2 separate regions of the Macaca mulatta genome follow, and region 1 is linked to region 2. A link is a contact called in public Hi-C data. All regions are on one chromosome and are shown on one strand. Each heading gives the region's core, a stretch centred on a gene start, on an enhancer-like site or on the middle of the called end of the contact. The rest is flanking DNA. Distances are from core to core; before and after follow the strand shown. Region 1 overlaps TPRG1 (tumor protein p63 regulated 1). Region 2 overlaps TPRG1 (tumor protein p63 regulated 1).

The links. A called contact is a pair of places that touch in the nucleus more often than the background predicts.
Region 1: a Hi-C map of blood shows a contact between it and region 2, with 4 times the contacts expected there. The contact joins two enhancer-like sites. A contact is called at or near these places in 7 of 14 Hi-C or Micro-C datasets (CD4 T cells, blood, cortical neurons and 4 more).

Annotation. Positions count from the first base shown.
Region 1 is chr2:9,666,405-9,672,295 of T2T-MMU8v2.0, reverse strand. All of the region lies in intron 1 of TPRG1 (tumor protein p63 regulated 1), which reads left to right. Among named protein-coding and RNA genes, the nearest start is that of TPRG1, 20 kb to the left of the region's middle. Within about 2 kb of position 1,580, at least 1 of the 40 cell types and tissues checked has an H3K27ac peak or open chromatin away from gene starts, as enhancers often do. A contact at or near this core is called in blood, where this site is marked.
Region 2 is chr2:9,501,901-9,507,474 of T2T-MMU8v2.0, reverse strand. The region is part of intron 7 of TPRG1 (tumor protein p63 regulated 1); the gene reads left to right. Among named protein-coding and RNA genes, the nearest start is that of TPRG1, 180 kb to the left of the region's middle. Within about 2 kb of position 3,779, at least 5 of the 40 cell types and tissues checked have an H3K27ac peak or open chromatin away from gene starts, as enhancers often do. A contact at or near this core is called in blood, where this site is marked.

The sequences.
Region 1 (5,891 bases), core at 331-2,830, 170 kb before region 2:
CGCAGGATTTGGGGCCAGGCAACCTGGGCCACTCCTAGTTCCTGGCTTTTCTGCTTATCCACTGTGTGGCTTTGGTTGAATTATTGAACTTTTTCAAGTCTTAGTTTTCTCATCTGTGATATGAAGAAAATAAATATGCCTACCTGACGGTGATGTGAAAAAGATTAAATGAGTTGGTATATGTCAAATCTGGAACATGGAAAGTGCTTAAGGAATGCTGGATATTTATTATTATTTTTATTTGTTACTGTTGTTCCCTTCATATTTCTAGTGCCTAGAACAATGTTATGTTATGAATAACATAACAGTTATTCAACAAGCAGATAATGAAAAACTGCAAAAGAAAGTTTGTATCCCAGCAGATACTTACACTGGAATTCATGAAAACTAAGGGTCAGAGAAAAATGGCAGAGGACTGAAATACGTGGGTTGGATTTGCAAACTTTAAGGCCTCTTTTGACATTTTGCCTTTACCAATAACAAAAACACATCTACTATACCGATAATTAACAATATTGGTATAGGAAAGAATCGTAAACAATTTTTAAGGCCAGTATCTTACTAGATTCCCACCCCAACCTTGTGGGGGAAAGTATTATTATGGTATCCACTTTGTAGATAAGGAAATAGAGTTTCAGAGAGAAGAAATATCTTGTCCGACCATCACATATCTGGTAAACAGAGGTGCTGAAATTAGAACTTGGTCTTCTGGCTCATTGTTTTTTCCTCTTCCTGGGAACAAACGCAAAGCTAATTCACCCTGGCACTGGGTCTCTGACAGAGGCAGTGGAGCGCATTTTGCAGAAGAGCCTGGTTTGTTTCCCTGACTGCAACAACCAAGTTAGGAGTGTAGCTCCTAGATATCTAGATTTCTTATGGTCATTCATTAAGAATCTCTCACCTATGAGTTTAGCTAAGGCTTTGTGAAGCTCATTTTCAGCTCAGCCTATACCTTGGTTTTGAATCCTATTTTCCTTGGCATATGAAATGTGCGTCACCTTCATTGTGCTGGGTTTTCCCTGGTGAAAGCTAAGCCGATACAACCAGTCCCTGCTCTGAGCGTGGAAACCGGAAGCCCTGAAGGTCTTTCAACCTAGTTTAGGCAAACTAGGCATTGCAGTTTAATTACACCATTGCTCAATTTCATAGATCCTTCAGATTGCCTTCAGAGAAAAACATTTCTCTCAATAATTCAAACCCCTGATAACTTCCTCTGAGAAATTACCAGCAGATTGCAAAAACAGCGTAGTTATTCACTACGTGACCTTTTCTTCAGTCCCATTGTCTTGTACCGCTCTGCAGCACTGCATATTTTTGACAGTTTTACCTCTAGTACCTCTTGAAATTTAATGTTACTCTGGTTCTCCTACACCTGCATCCTGGCCTTCTCTAAAAACTTCATAGCTTTTTCCTTCTCTACCTTATAACTTTGGACATTTCCCTAAGTCTAAGCCTGTGGTCCTCTGTTTTTTCTTCTCTCTCTTTTTCTTTCTTCTCGCCTGCTCTGCCAGTGTTGTGCTAGGCACTAGGAAACAAAGACATGTGAAACATCTTATCTAACCTCAAGGAACCCACAGTCTAGTAGAGGGCCAATGGATGTGTGAACAAAGACCTCTATGTTTAACACACTTTTGTGCTTTGATAGGAGTAGTTGGGCCTTGAGTTGAGAGAGAAGTATAGTAAACTGGGAAGGACAGAGAAGTCGCTATGAAAGAGATCTTCAAAGATGTCTTAAAAGATGAGTAGGTGCTCCTCATTCAGACAAGGAAAGGAAGGAGAGTTGAAATCAGAGTACAGCTTGTACAAAAGAACCAAGGGAAGAAACTTTGAGTTTCATTTTCTATATCTGTGGAGGTAAAAATACTTATGTTGCAATGTTGTTGAAAGCGTTGGCAATGATGTGTATAAACAGAGCCTGAAAGTTAGTAGATAATCAAGGAACGACTGATAGTAATGAAAACAAGCCCCCTTTTCTTATCAATCTTTTTTTTTTTTTTTTTTTTTTAAGATGAGATTGGAATAGAAAATTTTAAAGGCCTTTCCAAATCTCATATCCCAACATGTTGTAAAATCCTCTGGGGAAATTTATCAATGGTGCCATCCCTTCTCCCCCGTGTGTTCCCCTAATGCTGGCCACACCTCAGCATTGTCTCCCCTCTGAACACATTAAGGAACCATCAGTTTTACTGACCAACAAATGCTACCTCATTAACTGTATCTTACTGTTATATTAACTTTATATATGGGCTAAACTTGTCTCCTGTACTTGATTGTAAAATCCCTGAAACAAGGATGGGTGCCACTGGATTCAGAACAGGAATAATATATTTGGACTCTGACTCAGGTACCTACTGGCTACAGCTTGGGTAAATTGATTAATGTCCATTTTTTCATGTATTAAATAGGGAGCATGCTAATGGCCACTTTAAAAAATTATTATGATGTTTAAAAGAAATAATTCATACGGTGGTACTTTGTAAACTGTACAAAATTATGAATATAGTAAATTTATATAGATTTATTTCTGTATCTATATTAATAAGGACTGTTTTGGTTGCAACTAACAGAAACTCAACACAAATAAGGCTAAGCAAAAAATCATATTTGGGGAACACAACTGAATAATTTCGACAAATACCAAGTAAGAAAATCAGAACTATGCTTGTCTTCTCTCAGCTATGGTTCTTCTATGTAGATTTCTTTTTTTTTTTTTACCTGTTTTTTCCATCCCTTTACTTTGACTCTGTAAATGTCTTTACCAGTTAGGTGGGTTTCTTGTATGTAACACATGGTTGGATTTAAAATTTTTTTTAAATTTATTTTTACTATATTTTAAGTTCTGGGATAATGTGCAGAATGTGCAGGTTTGTTACATAGGTATACATGTACCATGATGGTTTGCTGCACCCATCAGCCCGTCATCTACATTAGTTATTTCTCCTAATGCTATCCTTCCTGTAGCCCCCTACCCTCCAACAGGCCCCGGTGTGTGATGTTCCCTTCCCTATGTCCACGTGTTCTCATTGTTCAGCTCCCACTTCTGATTGAGAACATGCAGTGTTTGGTTTTCTGTTCCTGTGTTAGTTTGCTGAGAATGATGGTTTCCAGCTTCATCCATGTCCCTGCAAAGGACATGAACCCATTCTTTTTTATCACTACATGGTATTCCATGGTGTATATGTGCCACATTTTCTTTATTCAGTCTAACATTGATGGGCATTTGGGTTGATTCCAAGTCTTTGCTATTCTGAGTAGTGCTGCAATAAACATACATGTGCATGTGTCTTTATAGTAGAATGATTTATAATCCTTTGGGTACACACCCAGTAATGGGATTTTTGGGTCAAATGGTGTTTCTAGTTCTAGATCCTTGAGGAATCATCACACTTTCTTCCACAATGGTTGAACTAATTTACATTTCCACAGTGTAAAAGCATTCCTATTTCTCCACATCCTCTTCTGCATCTGTTGCTTCCTGATTTTTTAATGAATCGCCATTCTAAGTGGTGTGAGATGGTATCTCATTGTGGTTTTGATTTGCATTTCTCTAATGACCAGCGATGATGAGCTTTTCTTCATACGTTTGTTGGCCATATAAATGTCTTCTTTTGAGAAGTGTCTGTTCATACCCTTTGCCTACTTTTTGATAGGGTTGTTTGTTTTTTTCTTGTAAATTTGTTTAAGTTCTTTGTAGATTCTGGATATTAGCCCTTTGTCAGATGGATAGATTGCAAAAATTTTCTCCTATTCTGTAGATTGCCTGGTCACTCTGATGACAGTTTCTTTTGCTGTGCAGAAGCTCTTTAATTAGACCCCATTTGTCAATTTTGGCTTTTGCTTCAATTGCTTTTGGTGATTTAGTCATGAAGTCTTTGCACATGCCTGTATCCTGAATGGTATTGCCTAGGTTTTCTTCTAGGGTTTTTATAGTCTTAGGTCTTATGTTTAAATCTTTAATCCATCTTGAGTTGATTTTTGTGTAAGGTGTAAAGAAGGGGTCCAGGTTCTGTTTTCTGCATATGGCTAGCCAGTTTTCCCAATATCATTTATTAAATAGGGAATCCTTTTCCCATTGCTTGTTTTTGTCAGGTTTGTCAAAGATCAGATGGTTGTAGATGTGTGGTGTTATTTCTGAGGCCTCTGTTCTGTTCCATTGTTCTATATATCTGTTTTGGTACCAGTATCATGCTGTTTTGGTTATTGTAGCCTGGTAGTGTAGTTTGAAGTCAGATAGCGTGATGCCTCCAGCTTTGTTCTTTTTGCTTAGGATTGTCCTGGCCATGCGGGGTCTTTTTCAGTTCCATATGAAATTTAAAGTAGTTTTTTTCTAATTCTGTAAAGAAAGTCAATGGTAGCTTGATGGGAATAGCATTGAATCTATAAATTACTTTGGGCAGTATGAGCATTTTCACAATATTGATTCTTCCTATCCATGAGCATGGAATGTTTTTCCATTTGTTTGTGTCCTCTCTTATTTCCTGGAGCAGTGGTTGGTAGTTCTTCTTGAAGAGGGCCTTCATATCCCTTGTAAATTTTTGGGCATCTCTTCCTGGGTGCCTCTCAGCAGCTGCAGGTTTGTATCATATCCATTTAATAACCTTAATCAAAAGTCGTTTTTCCCCCAAGTAATTTTGGCAAAAATCCAAGAATCAATTCTCCATGTACTGAAATGGGCTGCACCCATCTATAATTCAGTCGCAGTGGCTATTGAAGTTAGATATGCTGACTGGTTAAGCCTGGATCTACTCCACTGCTGGAACTTACATGAAGAAGATAGTTTCTCACTACATGGATTGACAGTGGGAGGGGTGGTTCCCTAAAGGAAAAGTGTGATGCTGTTGGCAGAATATGAGAAAGTAGGAGCTTATAAGGTTATAACTACAGCATCACTATAGTAGCCTTATAAATCAAGTCTCCAGGAGCTAAAAGGGCAGATACTCTTTGTGGATGTGCCATGAAGCACACATTGGGACAATGCTGTGACGAATCACAGCCCATGTCTTGTAAGGCAAATCAATGCATTCAACCAGAAATCTAAAAGAAGACAAATTGTGGAAAGTTCCAAAACAGGGATATTCACAGGACATATAGTGGGAGTCCAACCAACGTTTAATTGCTTTGATGTTGATTTCAAACTGGCCTAAAGTTTTCTTATACTGGCATTGGTGAGCATGAGAGTGAGAAAGTTCTGAAACCATATTTTTAAACAAAGTCTTTTAGAATAAAACATTCATTCATTTGAATACCTGTCTAAAAGCGGGAGGGCCTCTGATGAGTTCAGCCCAGGACAAGCTCAGCGCTGTGAAGCCAGGCTGCCAAGACGCAGGAAAGGGCCGAGCCTGCAGCCACAGGAGTGTATTGTTTCCTGCCAACTGGGGCTGCTTCCTCCTCCCACCAGTCTCCGGGCAGCAGAGCCGCCACCCTTTGGTGTCTTTTGTGGTGGGCATGGTTGCCACCAGAGTTGGGCCGAGCATGGACACTGGGATGAGCCCACTTTTCTGATGAGCTTATCCCAGTATCCATGCTCAGTCCCAGCTCTGGTGGCAGCTGGCTACATTGTTGGCAGTCACTGGATAGCATCTAGCGAGAGACTTGGCAAATGCCAGAAATGGCCCCTGACTTTGTGCTGCTGCTACTTCGGGAAAATGGACGAGGTTGAGGAACTGAAAGGTCTTCCAGCTTTCCTTTCTCCTCCTCTCTGACCTCACCTTCCTCCCTAACTCCTTTCCCCATCAACTTTTTCTCCTTTCTCCTTTTTCTGTTTGCCCCTTCTCATAGGATGACATTCTCTTCAGGATAGCATTAATGTCTTTATTAAAGACAAAGCCCCAGTTAGAGGGCCTGTATTGAGACAAAAAAATGCAAATCTTGTCTTTAAACTTTCATTGTAA
Region 2 (5,574 bases), core at 2,530-5,029:
GCTTGGGTTTTATGGCAGGGCTAACTACATTAACAACTAACCAACAAATACCAGTGGATTAAGAGAGTAGACTTTCATTTCTCACTCACTTCCCAGCACAATACAGGTTGGCAGGGGAGTTAGGCTCCAGGCAGTCATTCAGAGACCCAGGTGCCTTCCATCTTCTGGTTCTGTCCTCCCCTTAGTTCCTCAAGTCTTTGCCACTCCTCTGGAGGTTGGGGAAAGAGAATGAGGATCAGGCACACATAGCAAGTTTAAAGGTGATGTCTGGAAGTTGTGTACATCACTCCTGTCCATATTTATGCCTTTGGCTAGAACTTAGCCACCCAGTCACACTCAGCTGCAAGGGGTCCAGGGAGTTAGAGGCTAAGGGGAGAACACATTGTCAAGCAGAACAGTGTCTGTCACAGCTTTGTGTCTGGAGAACAGAAGGATGGAGAGCATGAGGGCTTTATGCATACAGGATAGAACCTGATGAACGTGTTCTAGCTTCCCTAGGGGACAAGCATGTAATAAAGGGGTCAGGGAGGGCTCTAGGTGAGAGGCACCCTGTGGCCACACTCCTTGAGGAAAAGAAGATGAATGATTCTATCTGAAAGGTGTTTGTACTCAGACAGAAGAAAATCTGCTCCAGCCATGAGAAAATGGACAAAAAATCACTCTAGCTCAGCTCTTAAAATGGGAGCAAAAGAAACCCAGCCAAGTAGACAACTTACAGCCCCAACATTTAGAAAGCACCATGTGGTTTACTGTATGCTCACACACAAGGTTCTCAGCTGATCCTCACAAAGGAGGAGGACCTGGTTGAAAATTATCCCTGTTTTAGAAGTGGAAAAATGTATGCTCAGAGATGTTAAATAAGTTGCCAAGGGTTGCACAGTAAGTGAGAGCTGCATCTGCCACTGAAACCCACATTGTGTTCTTTCCACAGTTTCACTGACCCTCCTCTGTGTAGCAGAGATACTGACCACACTTTGGGAAGCTGACCCAGATCCAGCCCTGGACTGGAGGCCAGGATCTTAGGGAAGCTCTCCTCCATCAGCCAGCCCTCTGTTTGCCTGACTTCTGGAATCAGTGAACCAGCTCCTCATCCAGAGAGCACGTACATGTTAGCTGTCAAACAGTGCGTGCCGCATCTGACAACCCTAATATCACTGTTTGTATTATCAGACAATTACCAGCCGAGCTCGTATTCATAATTTGACTAACAACTCGCGACAATGATTATTTTTCCTTTTCTGGCAAAACAAATATAGCAGCGTTTTCTTTTCAGCATCAGCGCTGATGCTCCTTGGCATTCTATCAGCTGAAGGATTTTTTTTTTTTTTCAAAAAAAAAAAATGTTAGTCGTACTCCCCCACATCTCGCTAACTTTACAGTCCCCCATGGCATCTGTGTGCAGTGAACTGAGCTGTTGAGACTAAATGTAATTTGCAATCAAGCTTCTGTTAACATGGAAATGTACCGGCTGGTCTGCTGCAATATGGGTTCTCATTCTGTCTAGCATATGGTTGCATTAAATCCAGTCTCCAGAATGTCTCTTGTTACCACATTGTCAATCCGTGCAGAGCAGAGAACCCTAAAAAACCACTAAAGGAACATATTTTTGGAATTGGCTCTTCTACTGGATCTTGACAAGAGCTGTCCAAAGACATACTTGGTTACTTGAAATGAACTAGCCCTGTCAGATCTATGCACACACACACAGAGACACGCAGTAAACTTGAAAACTGGCTTCATGCTCTGTAGTCGTAAGCACAGGAATTACGCTGGAGGACAAAGGAAAGGAGAAGGTGAAGGACTCGGCTTCACCAGATACACTTGAGACTCCTGTGTAGCTTTTTTCTTGATATCTCAATATTTAAGGCCCAGAAAATTAGAGTTGGACAGGATATAAGCTGTCTTTGTGGCTAGAGGCATAGGCTACTGAAGTGGATGGACTTAAGCTTGAATCCTGACCCCAGCCCTCCCTAGCTTGGTGACTGTGGGCACATTCTGAAGCTTTGTGTGCCTCAGTTACTTCATCTGTAAAATGAGTGGACGAAGGGTACCCTCACAACTTACAGCATTATAGGAGATTAAATGCCTACACACAGCACTTACATCAACAAATCATTGCTATTACTTAGTATTAATTACCTCTTCCTCACCATCCCTTTTCCCAAATCTGATGCTTAAATGCCTCCCACAACATCACTACTATTATTCTCCTTCTCTTGTCTTGCACCCTGCTGATGTCCAGAATGTCAGCCTCTTCTAAGGCAGCCCATTCTTTTCTGTACAATTCAGTTAAATGGTTTTTTTCCACCTTGAGCCTTTCTTTTGGGACATATAGAAAAAGTCTAATTCGGTGGCAGTCCTTCAGGTATTTCAAGAGCGTAATCATGTACTCTGTAAGTATTCTGCAGTTTCATTTGGCACCTTTCGTTTCTCCTTTAGATTATGCAGTTTTGCATCCCCTTCCTAGGCAGGCCCCTCCTCTCTAACTCGCCTGGGTATGTCCATGCCAATCTTGATTTCTGCAGCCCAGGCTGAGCACCGTGTTTGCAGCTCCTGTGTCACCAGCCTGGTCCTACCTGGTGATGAGTAAGGATTTGCCTGATTCCTTTAACACAGCTCAAACGTGGACCTATTTGCACACAAGTATATCAAGCTTTATAAAATAGCATCTCCTTGAAAAATTAACAAATAGCAGTTTTCAACAAATCATACTTTAAATTCAATGGAGGGAAGAGCTGCATGCCTACAGGTCTCTGTATCCTGTTGCAGGAAAAAATTCTTTTTTCAAGGAAGTAATCGCCCACCTTAAACATCTATTCTGTAAATCGAAAGTTCTGTAGGTTTTACTGAATGTGTTTTAAGTAAGAAACACACACAGAAGGTGCACTGTATCTCACCAAAGGAATAGGATGCAGTATCCTCCAAAATTGAAAGGGCACTTTGGGAGGTCAGGGGAAAATGGAGGGGAAGACATTCTAGCCATTCATTCATTCATTTGTTTCAAAACTATTTGTGTGCCAGACACAGTGTTAGGCACCAGGTGTGTTTCTAACGAGCTGCTCTTGCCACCAGGAAGCTAGAAGGCAGGTTAAAGCCAATTAAGATATGCCAAGTGCAGGGTGTTGTGGGGCCATCTCACCTAATCTTGAGTAGCTCAAAATCCAGGAATGGGGATAAACATGAAGGAAAATAATTACATTACTATGGAATAAGTGTTATATTTAAAGACTGTACAAAGTGCTCTGAGCACTTTGAGAAGAGAATTTGTTCATCAAATATTTTATTGAGCATCCAGTGTTACTGGATCTACAACGAAGAGCAAAACACACTCCTTGAAATTTACCAATGTTACAGTCTCAAGTATTTGTGTATGTGGTCTTAAATCAAGTACATACACTACATTTTTTATTGATTGATTACTTTAAAGAGATGTGATAAGTGTAATGAGTGTAATGAAGGAAGAGAACAGGATTCTAGTAGACAATTAGAGGGGGCCCTGATTGGGGAAGTCAATGGGATATCAAGGATTTCTCCTCCAAGTGGTATTTAAGCGGAGACCTGAGAGATAAATTGCAATCAGGATGAGAAAGATGGAGAGAAGCACCTGTGCAAAGACCTGAAAGAGGGACCAAGTTTAAAGAGTTTGAGGAACTAGGGGAAACAGGGTGACAGAAAGGGGGTGGTCCGGAATGTCTTTGCTGAACAGGTGGCCCCACTAAGGAAGACTTAGCACGTGCAGAGGAAAGACAGGTCATTTCAGACAGGACGGGCAGCACATACAGAGGACAGATCCAGGTCTGGGAGAAGCTCCTTCCGTCTTTGTGGTGATGGGATGGGAGGTGGTGGTGAGATGTTCAGGGAATGTGCAGAAATGGAGAGGGAAAGCTGGGCCAGATCATAAATGGCTTTAAAAACTACATCAAGGGATTGATTATACCTGCAGACCCCACAAAAGCACTGAAGATGTGCTAGATTATCTTCATTTTATTTTTTTAAAGCCCGTCTCCCATGCTTGTGAGTAAGGAGAGGGCAGAGGAATGCCTTCTGTATCTCTAGATCCTACCTCCTGCCCCCATTTTCAATTATGGGTGGTTAAGTTACATTCTATCCCTCCTTGCCACTTTGTTCCCAGCTCTGATTTGTGATCTGTGGAAGCTTTCATTTTGCCATTCTCCGATTCTTGTTGTAGTGACATTGTGCTATGGTCTGTTGATATGAGTGAGGGATCAGCAGCTTCTGAAGACCACAGAGACTCTAACTCAACCCTGCATGGTGCTTGCAACCTGCTCCTGCATTCTGACAGGAAGGTTTCACCCAAAGGTGTGAAGGATGAATCACCCCATGATGCAGATTATTTTCGGCTGCCAGTTGGCCATCCCTTATTGAGATCACAGAACTCAGAGGCTTGTGAGACTGTTTAGCCCAGCGCTCAGACTCAGTGGAGAAACTCATTAGCTCTATTTAATTAGAGAAACCAAACACTTCCAAACCTACTTTAATGTCAGCCTACTTCCCACCACCTCATTAATATATTTTTAAAAACTTTCACCTTTAATGTGGCAATGATTTTCTTAATTCTTTCAGTATTAGAACTCCAAGATTTAAGGTATTTAGCAAGAGAACAAGTAGAAAAATTACACAAGTGAGAGTCATGATTCTTTGAACCAGTATCTTTTGGTTATTACTAAATATGAGATTTTTAAACTCGATTTTCATGTATAACCTAGATGAAGGTGGTTGTTCTGGTTTAATCCTATAATGTTGCAATTTTTAGGATCATCTTTTTTTATATAGAATTTTACATTTTCCAAAAGGTTTTCCATCCATCAGATGATTCCCACAAAACACTGAAACAAAGTAGGAGCCGCTGATAATATCTCCATTCTCCAGATGAGGAAGTCTGGGCTGAGAGTAGTCAAAGGATTTCTTCGAATGGCAGCTCTATGCTTCAAGGTTGACAATGAGGACACAAATTTCAGGCCCAAGTGGCTTGAGATACTGCCTGTTGATGATAAATAGGGATGTTAGGAGGAGAAGATGGTTGTCTGAGAAAAGTGACAAATTCAGAGTAGGATGTGCTAAATTGCAGCTGACTAGAGAGCTGGAAGCTGGACGCATATTTGTATGGCTCTGTCATACAAAAGCTGCTCCAATACTGTGTAAGTGTGGTCTCTCAACCTGGAGGAGGCCAACATTTTTCTTGAGTCAGAATCTTTTCCAGGTAGCCTGAGAGCCTGCAGTTAGGAAATAGTTTCTTAATTCATCCTAGATACCCCTTTGTAATCCCTTGGTCTTTTACTCAAGCTGACCCCAACCCAGACTTAGGTGTAGGTGATACTGATTTCATAACATACTTTCATAGCTTTTACCTCAATTGATTCCCACAGCACTCCTGTGAGATCTGAATTCTGGTCTCTGTCAAATCTACTAGAAAATGGGACTCTGTTAAGATGCAGGGTTTTCCAGTAGGAAACAGCTAATGGTGGCATACTGGGGACTTGAAGCTTGGGCCTCTCTCTCCAACAGCATGACTTATTCAATCATTTCCAGTGAAACTCCCCCGAACACTTTCCT